Regions from separate parts of the Anas platyrhynchos genome. Here region 2 is linked to region 1. A link is a contact called in public Hi-C data. All regions are on one chromosome and are shown on one strand. Each heading gives the region's core, a stretch centred on a gene start, on an enhancer-like site or on the middle of the called end of the contact. The rest is flanking DNA. Distances are from core to core; before and after follow the strand shown. Region 1 has its middle 51 kb from the start of SMAD6. Region 2 has its middle 45 kb from the start of SMAD6.

Evidence for each region. Hi-C and Micro-C count contacts between places; a contact is called where the count stands out from the background.
Region 2: a Hi-C map of liver shows a contact between it and region 1, with 4 times the contacts expected there. The contact joins two enhancer-like sites. A contact is called at or near these places in 3 of 8 Hi-C or Micro-C datasets (liver, skeletal muscle and subcutaneous adipose tissue).

What each region holds. Positions count from the first base shown.
Region 1 is chr11:23,138,743-23,141,798 of IASCAAS_PekinDuck_T2T, reverse strand. No RefSeq gene overlaps it. Among named protein-coding and RNA genes, the nearest start is that of SMAD6, 51 kb to the left of the region's middle. Within about 2 kb of position 1,493, at least 2 of the 8 cell types and tissues checked have an H3K27ac peak or open chromatin away from gene starts, as enhancers often do.
Region 2 is chr11:23,234,651-23,237,706 of IASCAAS_PekinDuck_T2T, reverse strand. No RefSeq gene overlaps it. Among named protein-coding and RNA genes, the nearest start is that of SMAD6, 45 kb to the right of the region's middle. Within about 2 kb of position 1,551, at least 2 of the 8 cell types and tissues checked have an H3K27ac peak or open chromatin away from gene starts, as enhancers often do.

The sequences.
Region 1 (3,056 bases), core at 244-2,743:
TCAAGATGTTAAATAAATAAAATAAATAGCAGGAGGACTGCAGAACATCCCTGGCTATCTCTCTCCGTGGGATGCAGAATACGCTTTATCCTCCGGTGAACGTCCAGCAACGTCTGCGAAGAAACCTATCCAAATCCATCCATGGCTTCACTTCATGGGAAGAAAGCTTTGAGGCTGAAACTGAATCCTCTTTTGTTTCAGTAGGGAACGGGAAGATTTGAGAGACAGAAGCAGAGCAGTGGGTGGCAATGGGATGGGGTTCATCCCAGGGAACATTTGCACCCCTCTGCTCTGCTCCAGCTGAAGGGAGCCCAGGGGCACGATGAGCTGCTCTGGGAGGTGGGAAGGGGCACCCAGGAGTGTCTGATGCCTTCTTTTTCCAGCCTGCTGCCAATTCCAGGTGTTTGACAACAATGCAGCCGTTCCTCCTGAGGAACACCTATAATTTGAGCCGCTGGGACATTTCCTCTGGCATTTGAGAGCATATGGAAAGGAATGTGAAAACCTCTCATCAGCCACAGGCAGGCAGCCGCTGTCAGCATCACTCAGATGTGCCATTAAAAGTTTTCCAAAACCCGTATCAATACCTTCTAGCTGCTGTGCACCAGGCAATGCTGGGACCATGGATGCAAACAGAGCACTGATTTCTCCTTACTAAATACACAAGAACAACTACAACAGTCCCTGCCCTCCAGAAGGGTCTAAAGACGAGAACATCACGTTCAGGGCACTGATCTTTACAAAATCCCACTGGTGCTGTCTTACACAGGCGGGAGGGATTCCCCAGCCATCGGGGAACAGCGGCTCCTTTTCCCAGGCTGGGCACACAGGACGGGAGTTGCAGGAGTTGAGTTTGCTGTTTTGTCCCCGTTGCTTTTGGAAAGACCCGCAGCCTCTCCTGCTCACACGACGCTGCTGCTCCACCGAGACTCATGCAAATCCGTCTGTGTTCCATGGGATGGAGACGATTTGCCAGATTTTGTGTTTACTATGGAATTTCTACACAGCTTCAGGAATCTCTGTATTTTATGAGAAAACAAAGTGGCATATCAAAACATTCTTAGCCGAGTTTTATTTATACAATTAATGGTCAACAGAATATAATGTACTTTTATGCGCTGCACCTCCCTTGCCCCAAAAAACAGTTTTGTCTGACAGACAGTTTTGTTCCCCGATCTCCAGGGGTACATTAACCTCTGCGAAGTCCATGCTTGAGTTCAGAATTGGCATCATCGCTCCTTCTCCTGCAAAGAAAAATCAAACGAGCTCAACACTGAGCCTCTCTTTCCCACTAGAAGGGATTCTTTCAGTCGCATCCCTTGGTGCGGCCCCGCAACACAGTGGCAATCTGAAGGCTGCCCCGCCGTATGCCAAGGGGGAGGGCGGCCTCCCTGAAGGCCACCAGCGATTGCTGCGCCAGGAACGCTGTGTTTCGCTCCAGCACAGGCTGCCTAGGTGGACAGGGAAGATATCACTGCCCTTTGCAGAGCTGCACAGAAGACAACTGCTCCTGTGTGCCCGTTTTAGCCGTCCCGTGCAGCTCTGTGCGCGTCGTGGCTCTGCTCTGAGCCCCAGACTGGAAACTCCACCGCAGCCGCATGCAAAAACCCAGGGCACTGAATGTCCAGCCTTGAGTCCTGCGTTTAGAAATGGAGATTAAAACCTACAGGGGTTTCACAGCGTGCTGCTTGTGCTCAGTGTGCTGGTTATTGTAGCTCACACTGCCTGGCTGGCCACGCTGCTCTTCTACCATGGCACCGCGCGCTCTGATTCGGGACCCGAATGGTGCCCAAAGCCAGCGAGAGGTCAGAGTTAAAGAACAGCAAACAGGAGACTGGCAAGGAGCTAAAGAAGCAAGACACACGAGAACAAATCTGAAAGGGCAACCTAGCTCAGATCTGCAAGTGGCAACCCTCTCCAACAAATCCCTGGCCATTTTTTCCTAACGCGTTTGAGCTAAACTGGGTTACGCAAGGCTAAAGCCTATATGAAGATGTCTACACCGAGGCTGTCTGGGGGTTTAATTAGATCAATTTGAAACTGATTTAGTTAAACAAGCGAATGTTTCCTAATGTGGACCAGACTTTGAATTTCAGGCACATCAAACCTCATTACATGTAGGCTTTATTACAGCAGCGCTTCCCTCCATGCTCTCATGGCGGAGTCCTGCCTCCTGAGGTTTGGGCTGGAATGCCAACAATTCATTTTAATGCAGTTCAGACATTTTAAAGCTTTGCTGAGCTATCCCCAAAATAACCACTGATAGTAGGTGGCAAGCACCCTGAAATGATTAGAGTCCTTCTTGTGCAGGAAAAAAGAAATTTGGTGGAAAACAAAGCAAACCCGGTAAGAAGAGGATAAGCACTATGGGAGGCGAGGTGTGTGTCGCAGTGAAAAATGGTTGAAGTCGATGCCTTAACACCATTATTTACACCTCAAAATGTGTCTCTGCAGAGCAGCGGTCGCTGGACATGTTGTGTCTGGGTTTTATTTTAGGATCGCACACTTTTTGCTCAAGTGCTCTGGTGTTACTGCCGACCGTGTTGTTGGGCTGAGGACACCACGATGCCGAGCACCAGCTGGCAAACTCCTGGCATCTGCATGGCGGCTTTTGATCCTCTCTGCTCCCAATCCAACAGAACGGCTCCTGCTACGTTCCTGCAGACGACGGGGGGCTGCCAGCACACGCTGAAACCTGAGGTGTGGGTGAAGCCCCGGGGGCTGATGTCCGTGCACCGGCTTTTGCTGGCTCACAGCCTCGGCCACGTGAAGAAGCGATGCGTCTTGTAGGGATTAATCCATTCTGTGAACTTGTAATAAAATAAATTACCGCTCTCTCCTCGAAAATGCAATGTGCACTGCTGCAGACACAATGCAATCCCAACAGGACCTCTCTTTCCCCATGGCATCTCTTGATCTTGTCGGCTGCCACGGTGCCAAGTCCTGCAGGTCCAGAGCCGTTCCCGTACCAAGCAGGCAGCACTGGGAAGCAGGAGCAGAGCTGTGCCTGCTGCAACACCCACACTTTTGCCTTCCCAAACCCAGAGATTTCAGGG
Region 2 (3,056 bases), core at 302-2,801, 96 kb before region 1:
TGCAGAGTGACTTTGCAGCACAGTTTGTGAGCACTCCTTACTCTATGGGAAGGGTTTAGGAAGAGCAGCAGCTGAATTGGCAAAGGCAGGCTGGGCACCCCCAAACCCTGGCCAGACCCTAGGAGAGCTCAGCAATCCCGCAGCACTGAGCACAGCCCCACACCAAGCACCTTCCCCACCTGTAGGAGATGGGATAACATTTACCAGCTCCCCGAGCAATAACCAGATCTTTGCTGGGTATGTGACACATCCCTGGTTTCTTTGGGGAGCCAGCAGCACAAGAGGGGGATTGCTCCCAGTCACATATTGAGATTACCGGCCTCTTGCAGCCCGGTTTGGAAATCCTGCAGCGACAGCTACAGCCTCCCCCGGCGCTCCAGCAGCTCCGCGGCCAAGCCCTGCTGGAACCTGGATGAGAAGAGCCTGCACAACAGGGAAAAATAACAGGGGGAGGCAGAAAGCTAGCTGAACTTTCTTTAACCCCAGAAAGAGTGCAAAGGGATTTCTTATTTTCTTCCCTCTGGTTTGTCCATCCCTAATTAGTATCTCAGAAAGCCATGCCGGTATTTCGTAACCCTGCTAGGACGGCCAGGCTCAGCCAGGACTGCTTGGTGTTGCAGAAATTTATGCTTTACGCTCCATCCTCCTCGCAGCACTTCTCCCAGGCCAGACCACAGGGTTCTCCGGGGACCACGCTGCCAGACATGAAAGCACAGCTTGGTCCAGAGAATCCTAAAAAGGCGACTGCGGGGGGGAAAATCTGCTGGGAGCTGGAGTATCCTGACCCACAGCCAGCACCACGGTGGTGCTGGATCACGCTGACAAAGATGTAAGGGCTCCACCATCCACAGGTCACTCCATAAAGGACAAAGTACACAGCCAGCAGCTCCCAGAGCTGGGGGCCGCCCTCCAAAATTTCATCCCTTTAAACCCAGAGGTGAAGAGCTGAGCCTGGGAGGTTGCAGCACCTGAGCTGCAGCCCCCGTAGGTGCAGAGGGCTGAGCAGGAAGGATGCAGCCTGCTCCCTGATGGTACCAAACAGTGACCAGAGGTGGGTCTGGGGGAACACAAGTACTTCTGGCAGGAACCGTTGGAGAGCAGGATTCATACCCTGTGGATATTCACAGGTACTTCCCAGGAGCACTATGGCAGGGAACCACGGACACAGTCTGAAAAGTTCTGGAAAGATTGAGGCAAGTTTAGTTGCATGCAGGCTCTGAGAATTATTTACTGGAAATGGGTGCGTGTTAGGGTTATTCATGACGGTCAATTTAAACCCCAAATGTAGGAAACTCTAGACTTACCATTAAATATTCACAAAGGCAGATCTAAGAGCTACGCTAACACAGGCCAGACAAAACCAGAGCAAAATGTTACGCAAACAAGAGAGTTAAATGAAATGCTGTGACTTACTAACAAGTTAAATAGGAGATTGCTGTTCTCTTGGATTGAAGTGTTTGAAAATGTTTCTGCATGAGCAATCTGCTCATGGCAAATCTCAGGAAGAGGAGTCAATTCACAAATTCCTCCCACTCCCGCATTACCAAGACCTGACCAGGACATGCCTTTGTGGATGGCAGGAGATTTCTAGACCAGATGTTGTCAATCAGCATAGCTCCACTGGGTTCATCTTCAGAGCAACTACACGGCTCTACAACCTATAGCATCTGGCTCGTGGGGACTTCCTACTGACCGGAGGGCCATAAGAGGTGTCCTTATATATAATATATATCACGCACCCACCGTGGCAGGGTGCTCGGATGACTCCTCCTAGAGAAGCGCAGTCATTAACAGCTAGAGGAGGGGTCTCCATGGGAGGGATTTGCTCCAAAGACGACACATCCTTCCTGATAATGTGTTCCAGTTTCCTTTTTCCCCCCATCAACATCTGGGGTGTATTTATAGGTAGCCAATTTAGCTCAGAGATCCCACATATGGCACTGCAGCATCGCTGCATGCACTCGATAAGAGTGGGGAGAGAAACTCTTCTGGAAACGGGTGGGAAACAACCCCCAGCTCCTTATAAAAGTTGAAGAAGTCACTAACACGTGCAGAAACAACAGGAAAAAAGGAATATAACTTAGAATAAAGTGGTGCAACAGCTCTGGAAAAAAAAAGTGAAAATTATCCAGTTTGTATAAGATATTCCGAAAGCCAGTGTCAGTCCATCATGTTTTGTATTAAACCCAGATGTATATCATCTTCTCATCAAAGAGAAGTGGCTGTAGTTGTTACAGTCGGCCAGCTGGTTTTAAGCTCCCCTTTTCCCCATAGTGTAATATATCCCAGGCTCATTGGAGCTCACGTCCCATGGAATATCTTTGCAATTTGTAACCAGTGCACAATACGGCTCAGCTGTAATTTCATAAATCACCCCGGAGCCTCCGTTTAATAATAAATCTTCCGATAGCTCCGGATTGCAAGGGACCAAGCAAAGGTCTGAAAGAGGATTTTTGCCTTTCAAAGAGGGAAAAATAGATGCAAAGACATTTGCAAAATCCACAAGGGGTCAGTGTCTTGGCAGAAATCCTCCTCCAGCACTGTCGAGCACAAGCATGGTTTCAGCTCCAGGATGTTTTTAATACTCCAGGACAAGGGTAGGCTTTGTGGGGGCAGGGGGTCGCGTTGGATGTTTCTCTCCCTCCCACTCCTTTTAACGAGGAAAGGAGACAAGCAGCAGTTCTGCTTTTCTGCACTTCCCTGCTCACTTCAGCACAAGAGGCCCCTTAGGAGGGGAGCAGCCAGCCAGAGGCTGTCACCACACCTGGGGACATCAGCCTGGTTATCAGTCAGGATGGGGCAGCACCAGGTCAAGATTGACCCAGATCCACCCAGATTGCAGCCCCAGTTCAAGCAGACCATAGGGCCTGCAGGGCTTGCATAAACGTACCCCTTGCAGCATTGCACAGAGCTTGAAATAAATACCAGCCTCTTGAAGTCTTCCCCTCACTGAGAGTCACCTGAGGGAGACATTGCCAACAGCAAACCTAGAGAGAGAAGGAACAAAGCTTCCCAGCCCATCTCAACACCATAATCCCAGAGGTGCTTTGATATAT